2 separate regions of the Triticum aestivum genome follow, and region 2 is linked to region 1. Evidence: chromatin contacts called from public Hi-C data. All regions are on one chromosome and are shown on one strand. The core of a region is the stretch at or near the end of the contact, and the rest is flanking DNA. Distances in the headings are between cores, read along the strand shown.

Evidence for each region. A called contact is a pair of places that touch in the nucleus more often than the background predicts.
Region 2: a Hi-C map of leaf shows a contact between it and region 1, with 3 times the contacts expected there. The contact joins the promoter of LOC123089519 here to the enhancer-like site in region 1. A contact is called at or near these places in 2 of 5 Hi-C or Micro-C datasets (both in leaf).

The regions. Positions count from the first base shown.
Region 1 is chr4B:637,346,796-637,353,297 of IWGSC CS RefSeq v2.1, reverse strand. No RefSeq gene overlaps it. Among protein-coding and RNA genes, the nearest start is that of LOC123089518, 51 kb to the left of the region's middle. Within about 2 kb of position 3,552, at least 3 of the 8 cell types and tissues checked have an H3K27ac peak or open chromatin away from gene starts, as enhancers often do. A contact at or near this core is called in leaf, where this site is marked.
Region 2 is chr4B:637,488,587-637,495,190 of IWGSC CS RefSeq v2.1, reverse strand. It overlaps LOC123089519, which reads left to right and starts at 3,015. Exons shown (of 2, transcript XM_044511179.1): 1 at 3,015-3,875; 2 at 4,001-4,423. The coding sequence starts at 3,168. The coding sequence ends at 4,021.

The DNA.
Region 1 (6,502 bases), core at 2,303-4,802:
ACCGGAGACGCGTGCCGCCTCTTCGGACATGCCACAACACCACCCGGTTGTGGTAGGTCATCCGATATATATATAAACAGAGCAAAGTCCCCTTCGTGTAGACCCGATGCGGCTGTTCCCCATTCCAGGTGCCGGCTGGCGGCGACACCGTTCGTGAGGGGGGTCTCACCGCTCTGTACAGAACCGAAAAATAATGTATGTATGCTTATTAACACGTACTATATGTAAGTTAGTCAAATAATAATATTTAAGAAAACATAAAATATAGCTATGAAAAAAAAGAAAAAAAAACTATGCCGTCGGCATAGCTGCGGCCAGGGCAAATGGCCGGCGCGCTGTGGATCGGTGATGTGGCATCTATGCCGACGGCAGCCGTCGGCATAGGTGGTGGTCAGTGCGCCTCGGATCGATGACATGGTAAACGCATCTATGCCGACGACGTCCCGTCTCGGCCGTCGGCATAGATCGGACGCCGTTAGCCGCACGGCACGAGCGGAATCGCCGGGCCCGCAACTATGCCGACGACCCATGTATGCCGACGGCCACTGTAGGCGTAACTTGGGCTAAGCCGACGGCTCTTCTGGGCCGACGGGGGCCGTCGGCATTGCTCGGGATAGCCCGACGACTTTATTACGCCGACGGCCTGGACATGGCTGTCGGCATAGCCCAGACTAGGCCGACGGGGGTCATCAACATATATATGGCCGTCGGCATAAGGCTATGTTCCGGTAGTGTCTAGCGCTCTTTTCGAGAGAACGTTACGCCACGTCAGCGAAAAGCGGACCCCATCTGTCATAAACACACTTAACTGAGCCAAATCCGCCGATCGGTGGTTTTTGCAAAACAATTACGCTGAACATGGTGCTTTCTGCAGCGAATCTGTATCCTAGTGTTTTTCGCAAATCTAACCCTCAAAATGGTAGTTTTATGCAATTTACTCGGATTAATTGGATGGATGGATCGGCCGGCCGGGAGCAGTACGTCCGGAAAGGCATGCAGCAGTACGTGCTGAAACTGGGTCTGGATCGATCGGGCAGGGCTGGTTGTCGCGACTTAACTTCGTGGCCAGGCTGCACTCGCATTTGGGCGACAGGTTGCGCGCGCCGGACAGCGACGGCGGCGAGCGCGTCCAAGCCTTGGCAACCCGGACGAGGCGAAAGCCGGGCTGGTTTGTCGCCATGCACGGGACGCTCTCGCCGGAGCGGAGGCGGGGGCGGAGGTGAGGCCGGGACCGGGCGTGCGTGCAAAGATGAGACGGGCCTACATGTGCGGGCGCTGGGGCACGGCCGGGGCCATGTGGTGTGTCGCTCGTTCGTTCCATCTCACATGGACATGGTGATGGTGGCATGGCCGACGGGGACGCGCGCGGTCGAGCGCGCCACGCCGGGCGCGCCTCCGTGTCGTGTCGCGCGACGCCAGCCAGGCCCAGGGGCACTCTGATGGACGTGCCGAAGGCGCTCCCCAACCCAACGCTTAGCTGCGGATCGTCGGCAAACAGAGAGCGAGAGGAAGACGAAGAGTGAGGCCGTTCGATCGAGGGGAGGCCACACAGTAAAACTAGAAGGATGCCAAGTTACTTAGGGCATCTCCAGCCGTTGGCCCTCCAGGAGAGGCAAAAAAACGCCCCCTTAGGGCGCACCGGCGCTAAACCGCGCACTGGGGGTGTAATGGCCCCCCGTCGCAGCGCCCACGGTTAGTCCAAAAAGTCAAACACGGCGCTAAAACGACTCAAATTTAACGCAAACATCGGCGAGTTCATTCAAACTTAAACATATTTTACAAAAAAGAAAAAAAAAACTATCGCGGGCTACCCCCGCCGTCTCCCTCGCCGCCCGCCGTCTCCCTCGCCGCCCGCCCACGCGGTTCTACATGCCGAGGAGGCGGTAGAACCGCGTGTAGTCACCGCCGTCGTCGTCATCATCGTCGCCGTCGTCGTCGCCGCCTCCGCCGTCCCTGCTGCATCCCTCCCCCGGTTGGCGCGGTGGGTTGGACGGTCCAGGGGCGTCGTCGTCATCGTCGTTGTCGAGGACCACGACGCCGTGCTCGTCCTCGCGCCCACGCTTGCGGGCGGCGATCTCCTCCAGGGCCCTTCGCTGCCGGACCATCTCGTCGCGGAGGTAGTCGTCCCGCGCCCACCGCATGGCGTCCTCGTCGGAGAAGCCGCGCCGGGCTATCTCCTCGTACTCCGCGGGGAGGACGGGCTCCGCCTTGGGCTCGGCGAGGACGAAGCGGCCGGTTGGTGCAGAGGCGTTGGCGCCGCCGGAGCTGCGGGTGCGCGCGCTGACCGGCGTGTCCTGGGGCTTCGGCTTGACAGGGCGGAGGCAGGGCGAGCCGCCGGACGAGGAGGAGGACCCCTCGGTCTCCATGCGCCTCGGGGTCCAGGAGCTTCCCCGGCGGCGTGAGAAGGAAGGGGGAGCGGGGTACTCCAGGCGCGGCGTGTTGCCGCCCTCGATGTACTCGAGGACGGCCTCCAACGTGCGCCCGAGCACGCCCCACCACAGACGCTGGCCGGCGGTGTTGAGCCTGCCGTAGGGCACGACGCCGTTGGTGGCCTCGAGCTGCTCGGCCTGACGGCGGCGGAAGTAAGGTTCCCAGAGCGGGCTGTCGGGGACGTACCGTGGCGCCTCCCTCGCCGCATGCGGCAGGTTCGAGCGGATGTGTGCGATCTCCGCACGCCGCGCCGCGTCGGTCGGTACCGGGGGCACCGGCACGCCGCCCACGCTGATCCTCCACGTCCCGGCCACCCGCATGTCCGGCGGGACCGGGTACTCGGCCTCGTAAAGGAGGCGAGCCTCGTCTTCGTGAAGATGGCGGCGGCCGAAGCCATTCGCCGCCGCGCCGTCGCCTGGGAAGCGCTCGGCCATGGGTGTGAACTGGGGACGGCGAAAGAGAGGAGAGGAGAGGGAGGAAACGACGGCGGCGAGAGAGTGTGAGTCGCCGAGTGCGCCGGGGCGCTTCATATATAGGCCAAGGCGCGCGTGTCACCGTGTGTACGCGTGGCGGGCGAGGGAGGGCGAGGGGCGCGCGTCGTCCGGTCTTCACTACGCCGCCCGTGAGGCATCAATGGTGCAGGCTGACCGGCGCGGCAGCACGGCAATTTTGGCATTGATTCGCCGCGGGAAACGAGGCGATGAGGACGACGAAGGGCCGAGAAGAGAGCCGTGTCGCTGACGCGGCGGGCCCGCGGCTTTTTTGCGCCAAAACAGTTCGCCCGGCGCCCCTGGCGCCCCCAGCGCGCCGGGTTCGGGCTGGATCCGCCGGCGCTGTTTTCGGCCCAAGCCGGCGAAATCGGGCTCCTGAAGACGCGACTGAGCCGTTTTTTCAGCGCCGACGCGAAAAAAACGCCTGGGAAGGCCTTCCTGGGGCCCGGCTGGAGATGCCCTTACTTACTTCAAGTGGGTCTTGCGTGCATTGGATTCATTCACATTCCACAGCAAGTCGCTGGCTAGCTAGGAAAGGAAACGGTGGTCGGGCCGGGTACAAGCCTACTCAACAGCGACGTACGTGGACGTGGTAGCCTGAGCACGTACACATCCATCATCATATATACGTAGGCTGCTCCGGTCTGGTCCCCGGACCGGACGTACGGGTGTGCTGGTCGACGTCAGTCCCACGTGAAGGCCATGAGCAGCGGGGGCGCAACACGGCGACGGCGAGAACCGGTTTTAATGCGCGCCTTGGCGTCGCGCGGCCGCGTCCGTCTCATGCTCGGGATCGCGGTCTACCGTGTCTGCAACAACGATGGGCTCCCACTGCCAGGATTTTATTCTTGCACCATGCACCCATCATCATCCCCATCGCTTCATCCTTGTCAGGCCTAGCACTAGCAAAACGGCCGCCCTACGCGTTGGCCGGACCTTTGGTTGAACTCGTTTTATTTTCAGGAGTAGTTTATAATAGGATCTGAACCAAATGGTTTCTCTGAGTGAAAAAAGGCGTTGGCCGGACCAAGACAACAACGGCGCGATAGGCCGTCTCCCCCCGCCCTCACATTTCAGTTCAATCCAAAATCCGCAGCATCTAATTTTTGCACACGGTCTTCTATTTTTTTCTTTGCTTTTGTTAACATCGCCACAATAAAAGAAAGCATGACAAGAAGTCACAACATTTCAAAAATCATGCGAGCATTTTTCTTGTATGTATGCAGCAAGTCCTCATTGATCACGTCAAAAAATCACATAGAAAAATAGTCGCTGAATATGCAGCATGTGAACCAACGATACGCCGCGTGCACGCAACATGTGCATGAGATCTGTTGAGTAACGTGATTGTATTAGAAAACATAGATTAGACTAGAAAATATTATAGCTTGCCTTGTACTTCAAGTAGATCATGTACTCCTATATATATGCCCACGAGGTTCAAGCAATACAACGAATAATTCCACCAAATCCCTCTCTCTCTTCTAACATGGTATCAGTTTCCGGGTTCTAAACCCTAGCCGCCGTCGCTTCCGCACCCGCGCGCCGCCCCTGGGGCGGTCGGCCTCCATGACCGCCGCCGGGGGCCGCGCCGCCCGTACCTGGGGTTCGTCCGCCTGTCGTGTTGACCGGCTGGTCTAGAGAGTCTTTTCCCCGAGTCCTTGCTCCGGGGTTTTTCTCTCCCGCCAGTCATCTTGATCGGCGGTTTTTTTTTTGTTTTTCCGATCTAATCTTGATCGGTTTGCGTCGCCCAACGCCGCTGTCGAACCCGTGCGCCTCTATTCCAACCCCGGCGTGATCGGCCGGCATCTTCACCGACCCGGCGGCCTCGCGCGTCTGCCCGCCGGTCGCCCCGACCCGGCGGCCTCGCGCACCGACCGCGCGTCTGCCCGCCAGTCGCCCCGACCCGGCGGCCTCGCGCATCGTCCGCGCGTTTGCCTGCCGGTTGCTCCGACCAGGCGGCCCTTCGTCGCCACCGTTCGCGCGCCGACCCGCCCGTCGATGTATGTCGGCCGTCACCGTCCTGCTCCGATTGGGACTCCTGCATCACCCGACCCGGCGGCATCGCGCCATGCGGTGGCCAATCATAGCCGCCCTGCCGCCCGCCGTCGCCGGCTTCATCTCGGACTCCGCCGCCACCCCGTCTCCACCGAGCGGCGTGCCCGACCTCGCGCGCGATCGGATTGATCACCCGCCCGCCGCCGCGATCCGCCTCGTCTACGCCGGGCGACCGACCTGGCTCGTCGGTTGCGCGCGCCTCCGCGGGTCCCGTGAAGATCATCCCCGAGTTCAACGCGTCCCTCCACCGATCGAGCAATGGACTGCCGTTGCGTCGCCCCGTCGGGCCGCAGTGCCGCCGCCCCGTCTTTTTCTCCCAGCTGCACCGACCCACATCACCGCTGCGTCGCCCCTTTAGGCTGTAGTGCCGCGGCCCGCGGTCCACCGCCGCCCCGAGGCCGTCCGCTCCTGGTCGTCCCCGTGGCCGCACCGACCCTTGCGTCGCCCCGTCGGGCCGTAGCGAGCATGGCACGCGGTCCACGCACCCGTCCCGAGGCTGTCCCCGCGGTTGCACCGACCCACACTCCTCTGCCGCGCCGCCCCGAGGTCTTCCCGTCGTCGCCCCGACCTGCCCACCGCCGTTGCGTCGCCTCTTCGGGCCGTAGTGCCACGACCGGAGTCCACTTTGCCGTCACTGCACGTTGACTTCATGTGGTATGTGTCGCGCTGTTTCCCTTGGCGCGGGAACGCCACCGTCCGCGACCGGTCTTCGTCACGCTGTCAGGATTCTTCGCCTACTTCGAGCATCGCCGCCGCGCTCCTAACCTAGCGGCCGCCGCCGCTTTCCTTTGGCCGCCGCTGCCGCTACCCCGTAGCCGCCGCAGCTGCCCGTCCACCTCCTTCGTCTTCATCCAGCACTAGCCCGGCGTCAGCGTCGCCGTCATCTACCCCGACCACTTCGTCTACTCCGACCACTGTTGGTGACACTGGCCCCGCGCCGATGGACGCTGCAACAGTCGTCGAGTTCTTATCTGCTGGCCCTCCGACTTCTTCGACATGGCGTACAGCTCGTGCAGATCCCTAGTCTACACATGCCCGGTGCTGGCAACACCACCGCGTGCCTTCGTCTATGATGTGTCCCCGGGGTTGGCAAACCCGGCGCGATGCGTCGTCAACATCATCTCCGTCCTGACGCACCACTACTTCGACACCACTGCGCCCATGCTAACTCGGCGCCCCCTTGCGCCCGCGGCTCCATGGCGACTTTCTCGACACCGGCCACCCCGACTCGACATCGACCACGGCATTCTTCGCATGGCTACCTCGACCACGGCTCCACCACACACGCTCTCGGCTACATCAACAAACGGCACAAAGGGCTACCCCCTGCTTGAGCAACCTCGTTGGTTTCCACTCCAGCCACGACTCCGCGATGCGTCGACTGTTACGACTGTGGGGGGTGTCCGTCGGCTTGCCTTTGGATTCTTCTCCAGTCTCACCGTCTGCGTCGCTACCGTTGTGACTGCGGGGGGATGTTGAGTAACGTGATTGTATTAGGATACATAGGTTAGACTAGGAAATAT
Region 2 (6,604 bases), core at 1,766-4,265, 140 kb before region 1:
CTTACTTTGGAGGCTGATGTTTTGGCAATGGCTCGCTGTATAGAAAGGAATGCCGACATGGGTTCGATGTATGTGCGCTCTCCCTCCCAGGGCATACACATTCCCAGGATTATGATGCAAAGGTGCTTTGAGTAAAGAGAGGGCATATGGATGACAACTTCTCCTAGAAAGCCATGACCTGGGTGGGGGCAAACTGTACCCCAATGTTCCACAAAAGGATTACCAGAGGATGTGTCATGTTAAAAGGTATGATGCTCGACACTTACTCATGTGTGGTTGCTCTGTCCAATGTGTCGCTTAGCACTAGAAACGAGATTTGTGGTGAAATGCAGTGTAGGGACACAAACTCATGGTCTATTTCTATCCGCTAGTTTTCTTTTCCTTTTTACCAAATATGTCTCCAAAGATTTGCAAAGTAGCTGCTCTTGTTATATCATTGAATCTTTTGATGTTCATGCGTGTCGATTGTGTTTTTTTCCTTTCGGTCTTGCGTTTATTTTTTAATTTTTAGCATTTTTTGGTGGTCATGGTCTTGCAGAGTAGCATATTCTTCTGGAGCACAGAACGACATTATTGTCGAATCATTTCCGCGTTTTGGTCCATTTTAGATGCTTGCTTATAGAAAGCGCTTTTCAAAGATTTATGCAGAGATTTGTTTGCTCTGTCCAGTGTGTTGCTTAGCACTAGAAACGATGGTGCCAGTGCACATGGTCTATTTCTCTCCGCTCCTTTTTTTTTCGTTAACCAAAAATACGTCTCCAAGATTTGCAAAGTGGCTGCTCTTGCTATATCATCGAATCTCTTGGTGTCCATACGTACGCGTAGTTGTTTGTTTTCAGCCATGCGTTTGAGTTCATCCTTGTGCATTTTTTGGGGTCATGATCTTGCACACAAGTACCTATAATATTGTGCCGGAGCATAGAACAGCATCATCGTCGATCCATTTTTTGTACAATTGTCTACGTTAGATGCTCGTTTACGGAAAACGGCTTTATAAGATTTGTGCGAGGATTTGTTTGTTTTGTCCATAGAAGGAGGAGGATAAGATCTCTTTTCCTATTTGCAGCCACGATTCCCGACCGTTGGTAAGAAGGAAATACGCTTTCGAAAAGCTTTGGGGCGATTCTCACTCACCAGCTGGCCACTGCTGAGATGCTGAGATTTGATGCCTCGGCGGAGCGGAGACGCCGAAGGTGAATATCTATCTCCTTTGGCAATTTGCAAGCATGAGACGTTGAAGCGATGGGTCGATCGATATGGATGCACAGCTTGAGGACGCAATGCACTACTAGTACTAGATATGGCCATGTAGGTGTAGGTGGCCGTCCGCTTTGTTTTTCCCCATCCGCTGATGAGACCTCTTCCTCTCCGAGGCCACATGGAGTATATTCTTTTCCTCCACAAACTGGGATGATGATAGTAGTATTCGCTCCCCTCTCCTGTCACCACTTGAACATTTTTCGGACATAAACAAAACCCAAGACCTCTCCCACATGCAACAACGATAATAGTATACTCTATGTACTCCCTCCGTCTAGGTGTGTAAGTCATCTTACGGAAACCAAATAATCCCAAAATATTTAGGCGCAGTGCATTAATTTCTACCTCATTTTTTGTTTCTTCACATATCAACCAATAAGAGACGAGGGTGTGCATGCTTTTAATGACTTGAGACTATCAAACATGACATGCAGTGGTTAGTTCATTGCATGCAATGCTATTAATTAGCAAATAAACATTAAGGTCTCTCATTTTTCCCTCCTCTTTGATCACGGTGCACAACCTAAGATGACTTGCTCACCTAGACAGAGAAAGTACTAGAGGTACTATACAGCTGGAGCGCCATGAACACTGAGGCTGTCGCCACGCCGGGACAAGCGCACGAGCGGAACCGGAACCTGGGCCTAGTGGATTAGAAGAAGAGAGCGAGCGAGCTCGCGTGTCCGGGCGTCGTTACCGCTGTTGTTGCGTGTGGTGAGGCAGACACTTTCCCATGGTTCAAGGGCCTCAAACCCCTCTTTGGCCAGGGCAGGGCTCTTGATTGGAGAACCGTATTTTGTCTTCCTCGACAAACCAGTTCAGGCCTCGCTAGGTAGCCTCCCCGGCTGCCCGACACGCCTCCTGCCCCCATGGGGTTTGCTACGAAATGCTGCTTAATTTGCAGAGCAAATCGTGACGTGACATGATGATGAGGCCGAGGCGTAGCGTAGCACGACGCATATGCCGAATTCGGAGCAGCCTTTGGAGATCTCGCAACGTGAGGGCCGCATCAGCCTGTCTCGCCCGCTTCTTTTTCCCTTCCCCGGAATCCATCCGAGATTGGTTTTGGTCGATGGATGGATGGATGGATGGATGCTGCTGTCCCGTGTCCGGTTGATGACACGTTTGTGGAGTGGCGACCTAGAGTACGTGAGAAATTCGCTGGCAAAGTCCTACTCTAATCTAGCTCTACTTGTGCTACGGACAGGACGGGACGGGCGCCCGTGCGGCAACGTCGTCGATGGATCGATCGATCGCTGGGTTTTGTCACCATTGTCCCAACCACCCGGCTAACCCCTCCGTATAATAAGCGCTTCGTCTACGTCGCGTGGCAACATAAGTTTGTCGGTTTTGGTTTCGGTGTTCGGATGCTTGTCATTTTCGGATGCTTTGGTAGCTAGGAAATGACCAGACACCCTTCGCCCGCCGTACGTACGCGCCTGCTGCTGCATACTGTATTTCCCATAACTGAAGAGAAGACCGCAGTCGATTAATTCAACAGTCTGACCTCTTTTTATCGACGTGCAGCTCACAATTTACAAAATCACGAATGCAACCTCTCGCTGGTTCAACTTTGGGTTGTACTGTACTACGTCCTAGATGTTGGAGCATTCCATATTCCCGGTCCACGTTGTCACGGCGAAAAGCACGAAAAATGTGTGTGAGGGAGAGGACAAAGGCACCGGGGGGCAGGGGCAACATGGTCATTTGCGCCCACCGAATGGCCTGCGCGGTGGCGGTGGGGCGGGCGAGGGGCCTGCGCGGTGCGACTATATCTGCGCCATGCCGGCCCGTGCCAAGCTTCCCTCCTCAGTCTCCGTCCTCAGACACCACCCAGCTGCACGCTGCACGCCACACGTACATCTCAACTCGTCTGTCTATCTAGCTCGTCGACGCGCACGCGGCTCATGGAGGTGAGCGGCTCGCCGCAGGACCTCGGCGACAGCTTCTCCTACGGCTGGCTCAGCCAGGCGCCGCCCTCCATGGACCGCCTCGCCGCCGACGTGGCCCTCTACTCCTTCGGCGGCTCCAGGTCCTCCTTCATCGACATGGAGGACCCCTCCGAGCTCTTCTCCATGCGGTGGACCACGCCGACGGCGAGCGACTTTGACTTCGGCCTCCCGGCGCCGGCCGACGGCGGGGCCGCGTCCCCGGCGCACCTGGTCAGCGCCAGCCAGATCTTCCGCGGCGGCCGGCTCCTCCCCTGCGAGCCCGGCGGCTGCTCCTACGCGACCGCACGGCAGGACGCCGACGGCTCGGTGGCCCGTCGCGCCGCGGAAGCCGTGCCGCGGCTGTCGCCCCCGTCGTCGCCGCTGTTCCACTCGGCGCAGAGCACGCCGCTGTCGCTGAGCGCGTGCTCCAGCGCGACGGGCAAGCACGCCGGGCAGCGCCCGATGACGAGGCGGCGCGGCGGGTCGTCGCCGTGGAAGGTGCTGCTGAGGTACGTGCGGTTCCTGATGCCGCTGTACCGGAAGGCGAGGGCGAGGCGCGCGGACAGACGGGTGGCGCCGGCGGGGAGCCCCTCGCGCGGGTCCACGTCGAGCGCCGTCGAGTGGTGCCACGGCAATGCCGACACGGCCGTCCACGACGCCATCCTCTACTGCAAGAAGTCCAGCGTAAGTGCACCTTTCTTCTCAGATCAAAGCGTGCTCACGTGCTGATTAGTTAGTACCTATGCGAGTACTGAGTAGTATCGAGAAGTTGTCCTAATTAACACCTTCAATTTGGCCTCTGATTTCAGGGAAAAGATGCGCTGCCATGAAGGAGACCAGCCGCACTGCCGCAGGTCACCCCAGCGCATGATGAGTTTCCTATTAATCCGCGAGAGCTTCGCATGACCTTGTGTTGTGTTGTGCCATATCAGCTCGAGTTCGTACCCGGTTTTGATTTCGTGCGCGTTCTTCAAATGCCTTGGTGTGTGTGTATATATGATGACAGTACTGTTACGAATGTACGCTTAATTAACCCGTGTATGAATGCTGTGTCTCATGGATGGGCTCTATTTCCATTCGTCTTTCTTATTTGCGTACGGACACTATTTCTTGCGGGGATATAGCGAATATAAATTAGTCTTTTCGCAAACAAACAAAAGTGAATATAATTTGTAGGCTCGAGTTATGCGAGCTCTTTTGATCTGAAGATTTATATACAGTCACGTTCATAATGTTCGGGTTAATCTAATCTACGGCTCGACCAAGGGAATGCAATTTGGGCGCTTGAATTATGTCCTTTTGAGGAATATATTTTGCTCTAATTAACATATTCAAGGGATTGCGAGCATCAACATCCTCTATAACATTATGCTTTTTGGTTTTAAAGAGCCCACACTCAATTAAGGTCTCCAATTAAAATTGTGTCATCCGACTTTTACAGGGTCAACAATTTATTATAGCTCTCTCATTTAATTCTTTTATACTATACACACTATGCTTCCTACTCCCTCCATTCCTAAATATTTGTCTTTCTAAAGATTACAACAAGTGACTACATACGGAGCAAAATGAGTGAATCTACACTCTAAAATATGTCTATATACATCCGTACGTGGTAGTCCATTTAAAATCTCTAAAAAGATAAATATTTAGAAACGGAGGGAGTAATTTTTAAAGCCTCGCAATTAATTGAGTTCTTTAATATAGAGTCGCGTCATCCCATTTTGACCGGGTCAATAATTTCTCAAAGGGCTTTGCCATTCAATTCTTTTAATTCTCCATGTTCCCTAATTTTAAAGCTCTTTCATTCAACTGGGGTATATAATTTTGGTTTAGTTTATGATTTTGACTGGGCCAACTATTTTTCAAATCAATCAACACCAACCGGCCTATAAAACATATCAATCTCACGCACCCTCTCATCACCTAAAAAAGAAGCGCCATCATGTAGTACTGTAGCACCAATATAGTATATGCAGCCATCGATGTGGAAATTTCCCTACATAAACATATGTTGGTTAGCGGATAACACAGAACCACACCATGAAGGCCCATCAAATCACCGCACTATAAAATAAAAATAAAACACACTCCATCATCTTCCCCGCCTGTCAACCTAAATATTCCACCAGTTCTAAAATATAAGGTGTTATTTTTTGGAAGGCCAAATTTCTTTAATTTTGATCAAGTTCAGAGCAAAATATCAACATCCACAATATTAAACAAAAACTATGAAAATTAATTTCACGATGAACCTAATCATACGAGTCTGATACGGTGGATTTTGATATATTTCTCTACAAATTTGATCAAACTTTAAAAGGTTTGACTGTTACAAAAAAAATAATACATCTTATATTTTAAAATAGCGTGACTAATTTTTTTTATGAAGAAACCCAACAACATCTACGGCGCAGCAAAGCGCACCCAACCCTTCTAGTGGTATATTATATCCCAAGCCCCTGGAAGGAAACTTTTCTATACTGTTAACCCAGTGCTCGTTTAGCGTGTTGCCTTTGGCACCTATGTATAAGTGGAAATGGTTAAGATATTTGTGTTGATTTGGGAGGGGTCAGACTAACAAAAATGGAGCATGTGCAGGGACATAATGCTGTATCAATCTAGAAACAAAATACTCGAATTATTGGACGCCCTTCTCAGCACTAATATCCTAAGCAGAAGAAATAATAGAGTTGTACTACGTACTTGTCATCCATCTCTCTCAATGAAAGCATAGATAAATTTGACCAAAAACTGAATTAGAAAGCTCCACCCATGCATCATCCAAAAATAATAATTAAAATTTGCGGACATGGATCGCGATCCCGTGGCCCGTATTTCCCACCAGCCAAGAGAAAGAGAGGAGACGGATACAGTTGGCTACGTGTTGTCTGCGTCGAACTGCACAGGAATGTTATGTCGAGAAGGGGAGAGGGACAATACGGACGTCTACACGATGATCTATTATATGCAAAAATGTTTCTTGTCTAATCGAAAGAAAGAAAGAAAAGCCGGCTGGTGGTGTCTCCCGTGGCCACCAGTCGTGGATGCAAGAGTAGGATTTCGGCCCCTTTTGGGGCGTCCAAGCATTGCCACTGCTGTCTATTATTGGTTTCATTCATCTAACTCTTTTTTTCCTTTTCAATCATGTAACTCTCGTGGCTATAATAAGATCGACGGGGCAAATTATGGACGCAGCCAGTGAGCAATTGTCTGGATTGCGACTCGTGATGGAATGAGTAAACAGGCATAAGACATACTCCCTCCGTCTAGGTGTGTAAGTCATCTTACGAAAACAAAATAATCCCAAAACACTTAGACGCGGTGCATTAACTTCTATCTCGTTTCTTGTTTCTTGATATATCAACCAATAAGAGATAATGGGTGTGCATGTTTTTAATGACTTCAGACTA